Regions from separate parts of the Mus musculus genome. Here regions 2 and 3 are each linked to region 1. A link is a contact called in public Hi-C and Micro-C data. All regions are on one chromosome and are shown on one strand. The core of a region is the stretch at or near the end of the contact, and the rest is flanking DNA. Distances in the headings are between cores, read along the strand shown. Region 1 overlaps Frmd5 (FERM domain containing 5). Region 2 has its middle 26 kb from the start of Frmd5. Region 3 overlaps Golm2 (golgi membrane protein 2).

The links. A called contact is a pair of places that touch in the nucleus more often than the background predicts.
Region 2: a Hi-C map of the STO cell line shows a contact between it and region 1, with 5 times the contacts expected there. The contact joins two enhancer-like sites. A contact is called at or near these places in 7 of 39 promoter capture datasets (the 3T3-L1 cell line, the HPC-7 cell line, HPC-7-derived erythroid cells and 2 more), 9 of 15 datasets of contacts at CTCF or cohesin (the G1E-ER4 cell line, the NIH/3T3 cell line, embryonic stem cells and 4 more), 244 of 484 Hi-C or Micro-C datasets (the 3T3-L1 cell line, 3T3-L1-derived adipocytes, the AML12 cell line and 124 more), 31 of 115 datasets of contacts at active chromatin or transcription factors (the NIH/3T3 cell line, PVALB interneurons, SST interneurons and 18 more) and 5 of 9 other capture datasets (adipose tissue, embryonic stem cells, embryonic tail and 2 more).
Region 3: a contact with region 1 is called in a Micro-C map of muscle stem cells, with 5 times the contacts expected there. The contact joins two enhancer-like sites. A contact is called at or near these places in 1 of 15 datasets of contacts at CTCF or cohesin (the NIH/3T3 cell line), 20 of 484 Hi-C or Micro-C datasets (the HPC-7 cell line, cerebellar granule neurons, cerebellum and 12 more), 2 of 115 datasets of contacts at active chromatin or transcription factors (astrocytes and embryonic stem cells) and 1 of 9 other capture datasets (embryonic stem cells).

Annotation. Positions count from the first base shown.
Region 1 is chr2:121,573,107-121,577,382 of GRCm38.p6, reverse strand. It overlaps Frmd5 (FERM domain containing 5), which reads left to right. Exons shown (of 14, transcript NM_001360084.1): 5 at 964-1,061; 6 at 3,715-3,838. Among named protein-coding and RNA genes, the nearest start is that of Wdr76, 69 kb to the right of the region's middle. Within about 2 kb of position 1,277, at least 28 of the 459 cell types and tissues checked have an H3K27ac peak or open chromatin away from gene starts, as enhancers often do. A contact at or near this core is called in the NIH/3T3 cell line, the STO cell line, granulosa cells and 2 more, where this site is marked.
Region 2 is chr2:121,830,965-121,835,056 of GRCm38.p6, reverse strand. No RefSeq gene overlaps it. Among named protein-coding and RNA genes, the nearest start is that of Frmd5, 26 kb to the right of the region's middle. Within about 2 kb of position 2,771, at least 16 of the 459 cell types and tissues checked have an H3K27ac peak or open chromatin away from gene starts, as enhancers often do. A contact at or near this core is called in the STO cell line, granulosa cells and stem cell-derived motor neurons, where this site is marked.
Region 3 is chr2:121,914,732-121,918,660 of GRCm38.p6, reverse strand. All of the region lies in intron 8 of Golm2 (golgi membrane protein 2), which reads right to left. Among named protein-coding and RNA genes, the nearest start is that of Gm39916, 27 kb to the left of the region's middle. Within about 2 kb of position 2,225, at least 20 of the 459 cell types and tissues checked have an H3K27ac peak or open chromatin away from gene starts, as enhancers often do. A contact at or near this core is called in the NIH/3T3 cell line and muscle stem cells, where this site is marked.

The sequences.
Region 1 (4,276 bases), core at 28-2,527:
TTTTATGCCCTTACATGTGTACCACTCCTCACAGTTTTAATTAATTGCTTTATCTTTTTTTTAAAGATTTATTTATTGATTATATGTAAGTACACAGTAGCTGTCTTCACACACTCCAGAAGAGGGCATCAGATTTCGTTACAGATGGTTGTGAGCCACCATGTGGTTGCTGGGATTTGAACTCGGGACCTTCGGAAGAGCAGTCAGTGCTCTTAACCACTGAGCCATCTCGCCAGCCCTAATTGCTTTATCTTAAAGTGTGTGTGTGTGTGTGTGTGTGTGTGTGTGTGTGTGTGTGTGTGTGTGTGTGTGTGTGTGTCTAGATAAGGGCGCCACGATGTCAGATACTCTGGAACTGGAGTTATCAACAGGTTGAAAGCTACCCAACAGGGTTGCTGGGAACCAAGTGTCATAAGCCGTAGATGTTCTTAACCGCCAAGCCATCTCAGCAGCCCCTCACATCTCACTTTTTATTTGCATTTGGAGAGATCTGATTGACCTCTGTCAATAATCTGCAGGGGGACATCTACCGAAAACCCCGCCTGATCTCTTCCTTCACCCAGTATTCCACTCTAGAGGCCGAGACAGGCCCATTTCCCCATCTCTGACAGCACAGTTTTTTTCTGGTTGTAACAGACCACCAGGGGCTGGCTCCCTCCAGATCCCAGCACTGTGGAGGCAGTGTGGAATGGGGGCTTGGGGAATGTTTATTCCAGGAAGTGATATGTCTATGTTGAGCCATACAAGTAAGTTTTTGATCTGAACCTTAAACAATTAACAGTGCAGAGCAAAGTATCCGAGAGCCTGGGAGGAAATGGAAAATGTATTTGTTTTGTGGTATGAAAAAAAATTTAATGTAGGAAAAATTTCCCGACAAGGATTTTGATAGGCTTATACTACATATTTGTGTCTTTAAAGCAACGAAAGCAATCCTTTCTAGTTCGTTCTCTGTTGTCTCCGCAGGTACTTAGTCTTCCTTCAGATCAAAAGGGATCTCTACCACGGCCGTCTTCTCTGTAAAACATCGGATGCCGCCTTGTTAGCGGCCTATATCCTTCAAGGTAATGACTTTGGACAGAATACATTTGCTTTTCATGCTAAGTCCTGATTACATTATTCCATTTACCACAGATGACGACTTCTTAGATCAAAACAGCTTCTAACTTGAAGCAGTGTTTGAGTTAAAGGATTTTGCCTGCGCCATCCAGAGCCAAAAGCCCAGTGCCCTGCCGCAGCCAAGGCCTCGTGGCTAGCCCCTGAGTCATCTGGACCTTTGCAGGCTTGCGCTGTACCCTGCATGCTAATGTTTCTGGGATGCCGGGAAGTAATCAGGAATCACCTGCTCCCACCCCCACCCCCTCACCCCCCACACACAACTCACCGAAGTCTGAGGCATGATGGGAACTCTCTGCTGAGAGTGTTCAATGTTTCAAGTGTTCTCAAGTGAGAAGCTATTTCTCAAAGCTGACAAGAAAGAGCTGAGCCTCTGGCTGCTGGTTTCCAGACCAGCTGTGGTAATGTGTCAAGAAAGTGTGGGGCATCCGCCAGGCCCTTCTCTCACAAAACGCTGAGAGCACTCAAGAGCCACCTCAGAATTTTCTTAGTCCTCCTGCCTAAAACTGTCATTAACCACAGGATTGTTTTGGACATAAGACCATGAAGTTTCCATTAAAAAAAAACCGTGAACCCCTGATTATGAGTCAGGGAACTCTCAGAAGCAACTAATGGAGAATTTGCAAAGAGCTTGCTGGCAGGAGAAGTGTCAGACCTGTGCTAAGATGGGAAAGTGAACCCCTCGAGGGCACTGACTCTGAGGGGGGCCATTCCTGTACCAGTCAAATGGGGAGTGCAGAAAGAGCTCGTGCATCATGAGGCACCCAGAGAGTCCCCCTTTCTTTTTGAAAGGAAGCCTGGCCTGTTCTGGTTGCCATGTTAAACTTTTTTAACAAAGTCATTTCCTTGGGTCCACCCTGATAATTATATTGAATTTTTTTTTTTCAAAAAAAGTATTGGTGGCCAACATCAACATTTTCCCCTTGAAGCTTTTCAAATAAAATCAAAGTAAATGACCTCAAGGTTCGAGGTCACTCTTCCCTGAAGGAAAGCTATTTCTTTTGTTAAATAAGAGAAATATCCAAAGGATTTGGAATTTGGCTGTGTTTTTGGTTCTTGGTTTTTGTTTTGTTTTTTTGCTTTTGAATTATAACCTCACAATGTTGTCCAGGCTAGATTTGAATTTCTGGGCTCAAGTGATTGATTCTCCTGCCTCAGACTTCCCAGTACTCGGGACTACAGACATCTACCACTGCCATACCTAGCCCTTGGATAACTTGGAAGGTACCATAATTGCAGAGGAAAGCACTGAGTCCAGCTGCGACATGTCCTGGACTGGTCCTGGAACGGCCCCCTCAGAGTCAGAGCCCCTTCAGAATCGGAGCCCCCCAGAGCCAGAGCCCCCTCAGAGCCAGAGCCCCTCAGAGCCAGAGCCCCCTCAGAGTCGAAGCCCTCTCAGAGCCGGAGCCCCCTCAGAGCCGGAGCCCCTCAGAGTCGGAGCCCCCTCAGAGCCCCTCAGAGCCAGAGCCCCCTCAGAACCAGAGCTCCTCAGAGCCAGAGCCCCTCAGAGCCAGAGCCCTCTCAGAGCCGGAGCCTCCTCAGAGCCGGAGTCCCCTCAGAGCCGGAGCCCCCTCAGAGCCGGAGCCCCCTCAGAGCCGGAGCCCCTCAGAGTCGGAGCCCCCTCAGAGCCCCTCAGAGCCAGAGCCCCCTCAGAACCAGAGCTCCTCAGAACCAGAGCCCCTCAGAGCCAGAGCCCCCTCAGAGCCGGAGCCCCTCTTAGCACAGGTCTGACATTCCTCCTGCCAGCAATCTCTTGGCAAGTTCCCCATTAGTTGCTTCTGAGAGTTCCCCGACTGTGCCTTGCCGTCCTCCCAGTATTCGGCCTGCCTCAGCTAAAGTGTACTTGGCTCTCCAAGAGAAGGAGAGGGACAGCCAGGAAGCTGTTGGAGACTCCTCTTTCCTTTTCTGAGCTACATTTGGGTGGGGCACCTTATGTGGCAAAAGCTGGTTTCTGAGTGGGTGAACAAGAGACGGTATTTGCATGAGCTCCCAGAGACCCCACTGCCGGAGACATGAACTTCCTGGGTGTGGCACTGAGCACAGCACTGGGAAATCAGCCTTAGAATGCAGTGCTGCAGTACTTGGTCCCTGGATTATAACCATTTCCATAGCGGCAGGCCTGCCTGATGAGCCCGCGGTGAACCCTAAATGTACTTAACCTATTCTGTGTGGACTGATGGTTAAATGCTGAACTTGGATGTAGTCTCAGTCAGCAACTTCTCTTGTGCCTACTAAACTCTTCAGGATGGGATCTGGGTATCTAAGCTGGCTCCCAGGGGTTCCTGTCATCTTGCCCAAGCCCACTGTGTGCTGCTGCCACGCAGAGCATAGCTCCCAAGCCTTCCTGAATGGCCGAGGAGCACACTACAGGTTTTCGCTCCTTTATTGCTGATTTACTTGTGGCCTCCGAGAACAGGGTCAGTTGTACTGTCTCTCTGCTTTGACTTAAATATCAGCCCAGAGTGTACAGCAGGAAAAGGAAGGCACTCGTCCCTCCCCATGCTCCTGCCTGCTTACCAGCCAAGGGTCAAGCTCAGGGTCTGCCTTGGCCTTTGAGCTGTGGGCTAATCTTGTTGTTTTCTCTTCCCTGCCTTTGAAAAGCGGAGATTGGGGATTATGACCCGGGAAAGCACCCTGAAGGCTACAGCTCCAAGTTCCAATTTTTCCCGAAACATTCAGAGAAACTGGAAAAGAAAATTGCTGAGATTCACAAGACCGAACTCAGGTACGTGACACTCGCTCGGGGCCCTGGCCACTGAGCACACAGCTCTGGGCCATGTCCTCTGCTCTCACACAGAGTGTTCACACAGAGTGGCACTCCCAGCAATGGTGATCCACTGTGAGCACAGCCTTCTCCTAGTGAGGCTAAACTCCTCACCAAGAGCAGTTTAGGCTAGGGCTTAAATATGACACTCCAGGCTACAGCCAAGTCATTTTGAATGTGCCCTGTCTTGTATCATCCGGGAAGCTAAGCATGCTCAGGCCTGGCTGTTGCCTGGATGGGAGATGGTAAATCCCTGACTTACGGCTAGGGCTTTGGCTTAGCGACTGTAGCTTCAGCACTCCCTGAGACTCCTGCACCAGAGGTGCAATGACTGTTCCTCAGCCTGGCTTTGCCTACCCAGATTATGCAGAACCATAAACAACATCAACGCAGCCTTTC
Region 2 (4,092 bases), core at 1,522-4,021, 260 kb before region 1:
ATGTTAATCTGGGTCCCCAAAGTTGCACTGAGAATCTGCACTTCCAGAGTGAGACTCAGGGAGAAAAAAGGTGGGACTTTTAGGATTTCCATGCAAGGGACAGAGGAAGGATCCATCAGGAGGGAAGGGGAGGGGAGGGGAGGGGAGGGGAGGGGAGGGGAGGGGAGGGGAGGGGAGGGGAGAGACGCCATGCCTGAGAGGTGCGGGACAGAGAGAATAGCCGCCAAATAGGAGCTGAGGATCGAAGCCCATAACGGCTGCACATCTGGGTCTAGGGCAGCAAAGATGGAATATAGATTTTAGTAAGTAATTGTTGCAGGAAATATTTTAGAAAACCGAACCGCGATGGCTCTCCGAGGGTGCCACTGCTGGCAACTCTCTCCAGCTAGCCTCCACTGTGCCTGATAGCTGTGTTCTCAGCTCTTGTTCGCTTGTCCCTGGCATCCCTAGTTCTTCCTCAGCCATAAACCCATGTAGTCGGCGATCCCACATTCCAGTAACTAAATGGAACCGCCAACCTCGAGGCTGCTTATCACAATACCCAGTAACTGGTAGAATCAAGACACTTAAAGCTTAATTAACCAATCAGATTTATGTATCAATAATATTACAATTTACAAGATGCCAATACAATAATTTCAGAGCCAATTGATGATAGAAGCTTTATTCCAATTAATCTAACCGTACGATACCACAACTATTTGTGGCTGGTAAATGCCACATGGGTTCACATCCCCAGCCATCATCTTCCTCCTCCTCCTCCACCTTCTATCCTGAGATGCTCTCTCTCTCTCTCTCTCTCCCCTCTTCCCCCCTCCTCCTCCTCTTCTTTCTCTCTCTCTCTTCCCTCTCCCCCTCCTCTCCTCCTCCTCCTCCTCCTTCTTCTTTTCTCTCTCTCTCTCTCTCTCTCTCTCTCTCTCTCTCTCTCTCTCTCTCTCTCTCTCTCTCTCTCTCTCTCTCTCTCTCCCCAACTCTTAGCCCCGCCTCCCTTTTCCCTGTCCAATCACAGACCCCATTCTGCACTAATGTAATTGGACAGGGAAAATCCTGCAGCAAGTAATAACTTGAGAATATGGGGGGTGGTGGATTAGGCACATGGAGGTTAGGAAGTAGCCCAGTCATTGAGCTGTTTAAGGCATATAAAAATATAAGCCCGGCGGTGGTGGCGCACACCTTTAATCCCAGCACTTGGGAGGCAGAGGCAGGCGGATTTCTGACTTCAAGACCAGCCTGGTCTACAGAGTGAGATCCAGGACAGCCAGGGGCTACACAGAGAAACCCTGTCTCAAAAAAACAAAAACAAAAACAAAACAAAAACAAAAAACCAAACCAAAACAAAAATATATATGTATATGTATATAGGCTCTGTATATGTGTCTTTCATTCTGGAACCCAGAACATTGGAGTGGTTAGCAAGAAAAGCCCTCCAGGATCAATTTGAGTAGATTTAATTGGATATTGCTACAGTGTAGATCTTTAACATTTTTGAAAATTGGGTTTATTTAGTTTTTAATTTTATGTGTTTGTTGCCTGTTGTCTGGACCATGTGTGTGCCTGATGCCACCACAGATGTCAGAGAGGCTATTCATCTCCTGGAACTGGACTTATATCTGAGAGCCACCATGTGCTGAGAATCGACATGGGCTTCTGGGAAAGTAATAAGGGCCCTTAATCACTAATCCATTTCCCCAACTTTTGTGCAGGCAAGAACAGCCACTGTGAGTTCATGACTGCATCTGTCCTGTTGTGTCCGGAGGACACCACTATGCTCTGCAACCCTGCCTCACTTCACTGACTAAAGCTCCCCATTTACTTTCTGTTGTGTGGTTATCTATATAAGAGATGAATGAGAGTTCCTATAGCCGATAAAGGTTTGGTAAATTCAATAGAAAGATAATAGAGGAAGAATTACCATTTAAGTATCATCATAGCCCACATTTTACCTACAAGAAAACAAATTTGAATTATGAAAATTATTCAGCTAGTTCCTGGTAGAGAGCCATGACAAATGTTAATATAATCAGATGTCTTAAATACCTTGAGTGTGTGGGGGGTGTTCTCTTTCAGATTTAATTTATTAGTGGAATAAACTTATTTAAAATGAGATCCACTCTTAAAAGTTACAGAAAGTCAAACCACACAAGTTACATGATAAGTAAATTTCAGGGCCCTACTGCAATCCTTACTCCTTGAAGTTCTTTTTTTTTTTTTTTTTTTAGCCATTTTTTGTTAGTCATTGTTAGCCATGACCTCCTCAAAGAACTTAACTCCTGTCTTCCACAAGATGGCAGCATTGCTCATTCCTCGGCAACCTCTCCCCAAGGCCCTCGCTGTCCTTGATTGTTGGGGTCACAGATGAAGATTTAAGCTGTCATCCTGGCGTCACAATCAGTTCCTGGTATTGAAATGCCAGGCCAAAGCCAGACGCCTAACTCATGAAGGGAAACAGGACCGCAGAGCTGTGTCTATGGAGAGAGACTTTAGGAAACAGGTCAAGGACAGAGTCATGGAAGCAGTGGGATGAGCAACCCTGAGACCCATCCATCACCTGTCTCCCTGGAAGTCCTGAAAGACCTGAGGCCTGGCTTTGTGAAAATGTGTATCCGTCTGTCACATAGTCACAACAAACTGGTCCCCTGCTAAAGAATGTCTGCTTTCTCTCTCCTCCTTTTTCCTTTTCTTTTTCCCCTCTTCCTTTCATTTCCTTCCCCCCTCCTCCCTTTCTTCCTATAGGATCTTGTTTGATTGATTGTGGTCCTGGACCTGACCTGGTGCATGCTCAGCACGTGTTCTACCACTGGTGTGGTAGATGCAGGGCAGGCAGCAAAGGCCTTCCCTTTCCATATTGTCCTTTCCTGGAGGAGCTGTGAGACCATGATTGGATCTCCCACATATGTCCATGTCCATGCATATATGTGTGTGTGTGTGTGTGTGTGTGTGTGGTGTGTCTAAGTCATCTTCCTAGTTCCTCAACACAGTTTTTGTAATAAATTAACACAAGAATCTAAAAAAATCATATTGAATATTTTGAGTCATATCAATTTATGCTAAAATACTTATTTTTCTTTAAATTTATTCTATGTCTTAAAGTTCCTTTCCTGACTTATTTCTTTAAACAAAACAAAAATTCTGGGCTGGAGAGATAGATGGCTTAGTGGTTAAGAGTGTATGCTTCTCTTGCAACAAACTGGAGTTTGGTTCCCAGCACACACATCAGAAAATTCCAGCTTCAGAGGACCCAACTCTGTCTTCTAGCTTCCAAAGTCACCTGCACACACACAACACGTCTGTATAAGTGTACACTCATGCACATGAGTGCAGGTTTTCTCAGAAGCCAGTTGGAGCCTCAGTAGGAGGAAGTTGTGAATCAGCTGATATAGGTATCAGAATATGAACTCAGGACCTCTGCAGAGCAATACTGCTCTTAGCCACTGATATTATGTCTCTTAAAATCACAGTGCACACACGTGAGAAGATTGCCGATTCTTTAGACTGTTCACTAATGACTAGAACAGTTGCTCTCAACCTGTGGGTCACAACCCTTTCGGAGGTGAAATGACCCTTCACAGGGGTTGCCTAAGACCGTAGGAAAAAACAGATATTTATGTTATGATTCATAACAGTAGAAAGATTACAGTTATGAATAGCAATGAAAATAATTTTAGGGTTGGGGGGCCACCACACCACGAGGAACTATTTTGGAAAACCCTGTTACTACTAAGGTCATAGTGGACCATGACTGTGCAGTTCCCTGGGCTAGGTGCAAAATGGAGGACTTCTTTTTTGTTTTAAGATTTAGTTATTTATTTTATATGACTACACTGTAGCTCTCTTCAGACACACCAGAAGAGGGCATCAGATCCCATTACAGATGGTTATGAGCCACATGTGGCTGCTGGGAACTGAACTCAGGACCTCTGGAAGAGCAGTCAGTGCTCTTAACCACTGAGCCATCTCTCCAGCCCAGGGGTCTTCTTTTTCTAGTAGGGCTCCCTCTTCTCCATCTGACCTTATCTGGGGAGCCCAACCCCCACATCTTCTACTTGAGGAGTGCCAAGTAGTCCTTGGCAAAATTGCAGGTTCAACTCCCTT
Region 3 (3,929 bases), core at 976-3,475, 340 kb before region 1:
AAAGCAGCAAGAGACAAAATAGACACATAAAACCGCACTGGTTCTAAGTGCAAGCACTGAAGAATATGAAAATTAATACTAACATATGCAGAATAAGATAGGGATAATTTAAACAGAGGTAGCACAAAATTTGTATACAAACACTGCTGAAAGAAATTAAAGATGATGTAAATAAATGAAAAGGCATGATTACTGTGAAGATGGCAATATTCTCAGATAGGGTCAACAGTCAATGCAATTCACTGCTGGGGCTAGGAATACAGTTCACCAGGAAAGATGCTTGTTGCATAACCACAAGAACCCAAAGTGATCCCTAGAACTCAAATTAAAAAGAAACAGAAAAACTGGGCAAGGAGACACATTCCTAGACCATGCCGAGGAGTGGGGATAGGGCCTGGGGTGAGTTAACTGGTCATCCAGTTGTGCCACAGGAGTGCTCCAGGTTCAGTGAGAGACCTGGTCTCAGAAAATAAGGGAGAACAATTACAGAAGACATTAATCTCTGACCTCTACACACGTGTGCACAAACAAACATGTATATACATATACTCCCTAACACACACACACACACACACACACACACACACACACACACACACACACACACACACACACTGAGATAACCAACTGCCTTTAGAGCAGAACAGATCCTTTAAAAACAACCTCACAGAACTGCAATGGATTGTGAATAGCTGAAATAACAGCAAAAGGATTTTATGCTTTTGTTTGGAGAAGTACACTTCTTCATTTTGTTGCTGTTACTGTTTGTTTGGGAGGTTTGTTTTATTTTGTTTTTTTGTTTTTGTTCTAAGGAACAAAAACACTGCTGAATGATTCTCAAGTCACAGTCTCTAAACTACTTTGATGGATTATGATAATCATAACAGTCTGATCTTGACATTAAGGACAGACATGCATACTACAGAACATAATTCATAATCCAGAATTAAACCTATACATTAGCGGTCAATTGATTTTTGGTAAGAATGCTAAGAACATTCAATGGAGTCTCTCCCCCCACCCCCTTTTGTGATGCTAGGGTTTGAAACTGGAGGGATAGTAAGAAAGCAGCCCATAGAAATCAGAAAAATGCTATATGGTGGTAGCCCATGCCTTTAATCCCAGCACTCAGAAGGCAGACAAAAGTGAATCTCTGAGTTCAAGGCCAGCCTGATCTGCAGAATAAGTTCCAGCAGGACAGTGAGGACTATATAAAGAAACCCTGTCTCAAAACACACAGACACAGAGACACACACATACACAGTGGCTCTTGCATCCAATAAACACAGAAAAATAATAGATATAGTATCCCCAATATAAAAACTCTTACAACAACAAATCCAATTTTAAAACTGGGCTAAGGACTTTTTAAATGGACATTTCTCCCAGAGTATATCCAAATAGAACACCAAAAGGAGCTTAGTCTTTAGAGACACAAATCAAAACCAAAAGGACTGAAGAAGCCTAGGATGCCAGTGCAAGGCCTGGGTCTGACCCCCAGGACTGAAAAACACAGAGAATGAGAAATGAAATACCCCATTACATCCAGTAGGTTGGCAGCACAAAGGGATAAAGCCAGTGGATGGAAAAAAGTAAGCATTGCAGGCAGGGCGGAGAAGCTGCAACATTAAAAAACAAACAAACAAACAAACAAACAAAACAAAACAAAACAAGACAGGAACTCAATGTAGCCGAGGCTGGCCTCAAACTCACTATGGAAGCTGAGATTACAAATATGTCTGTTTTTATGTAGTGCTGGTACTCAAAGACAGGACAGGGATTCCTGCATGCTAGGCAAGCATTCTACCAACTGAGTCATATCCCCTGCCTTGGAACTCTTCCATATTTTGGGAAGGAATGTATTAATAAAATGGTGCAGCTGTTATGGAAAACAGCCTGGCAGTTCCTCAAAAAGCTAAACATAGAATTATTATGTGACTCAGCAATTCCACATCTAGGTACATATTCAAAAAGCTTTAGACAGGTGTTAGCAAGAAATCTGTGCATGAATCTTCATGGCAGTACTCCTTAAAATACTCAAAAAGGAGAAGTCAAGTGCCCACCAATAGTTGAATAAACAAATGCATCCATACACTGATTATAAAGGAATAAAACAGTAATACACAAAAAACAAACAAACAAAAAAACCAAACCAGTAATACACTCTATACCACTCTCAGAGCTAAAGCCTTTAAGACGCCTGGAACTACAGGGCAGCTTGAACCTTGCACCCTCCTGCCTTTACCCTCAGATGCTGAGCTCATCGGAGTGTACAACCACATTTGGTCTAAGGCCACATATTTTATGAAACAACTGGAAGAGCAGACTGATGGTTGCCAGGGCTCTAAGAAGAGAACAGAGAAATGACAATTTAATGGGTTCCGGGTTCTTCCAGGGGATGAGACTTCAACTCCCAGCACCCACGTGGGCTCACAACTGTCTGTAACTCTAGTTTCAGGGAACCCAGAGTCCACTTCTTATCTTCTGTGGGGACCTGCACATGCTTCATTCCCAAAATACACATAAATTTAAAAATTTAAAGAAAATACAAAAATAAATAAATAAAGCCCTCTACCAGGAAAGACACTAGAGTAGGATAAACATTTTAAAAGTCATTTATTAAAGACTAATATCTGAACTTTTCTAAAAGATCTAAGTATATACAAACAATTTATAAAAATTTCAGGGTTAGCCAGGCGGTGGCGGTGGCGTACGTATGCCTTTGATCCCAGCACTTGGGAGGCAGAGGCAGGCGGATTTCTGAGTTCAAGGCCAGCCTGGTCTACAAAGTGAGTTTCAGGACAGCCAGGGCTATACAGAGAAACCCTGTCTCGAAAAACTAAAAAAAAAAAACCTAAAAAAACAAACAAACAAACAAAAACTTAAAAAAAAATTCAGGGTAATTTATTTAAAAAACCAATATACAGATTACATACCAGGAAATCATTAAAATAAAATTCCTCATATAAAACAATATAAGTGGTTAGGCTAAAGAGGAGGATCTCTTGAGCCCAGTGAACTGAACTCCTGTTCAGGTCAGCCTGGGCAACATAGTGAGATCTTGCCTCACAAACAATAAAATACTATTTTTAAAAACCAAGGCTATCAGCAAGGCTAGCTCTGAACCCAGGACCCTGTACATGTTAGAAGTGTACTACCACTGAGCTTCACATCCACAGCGACTAATATACCCCGAAGGAACTCTTATATCCTAAATATCCTATAAGAGATTAAAAATGAATGCGGGCAGATCGCAGGGCAGTGGCCCTGAGAGCTACTCTAAGGATGCATGAGCTGCAAGGCTGATTGAGCATTTGACTCAGTAACTTCTTTGATCTACACTTGAATTTAAAGTAGAAGGAATAAATAATCTGGAAAAAAGCATGACAATTAAAAGGAGAAAAATGAAATGATCTAAATAGTAAGAGTAAAAAGCACAATGGAATATAGATATTAAAAATATGTGAGCTGGGCAGATGGCTCAGTGGGTAAATGTATGCTCAAATATGAAGGCCCAAGCTCAAAACCAGGATTCCTGTAACTGCCAGACCCTAGACTATATTCCTATGGGTAGATGGGAGGCAGAGACAGGAACAGCTGGCCTGGCGAACACTGTAGAGAACAACCAATGAGCACCTGTCCTTACCAAGGCAAAGGCAAGAGCCACAGTGAAAGTGAGGCTGTCCTGAAGCTGTCCTCTGACCATGTAAGCACTGTGGCACAGGGCCCACACTCACACACAGATGCACACATACAAACAATGTATGTATTTTGTGTGCATGTGTGTGTATTTTAACGACAAATACAAAATTATTGGAGAGATGGCTCAGCCTTACAATGGTCACTTTTCCAGAGGACCTGGGTTCAATTCCTAGTACCAACATGGTGGTTCACAACTGCCTATAACTCCTATTCCATGAATCTGACAC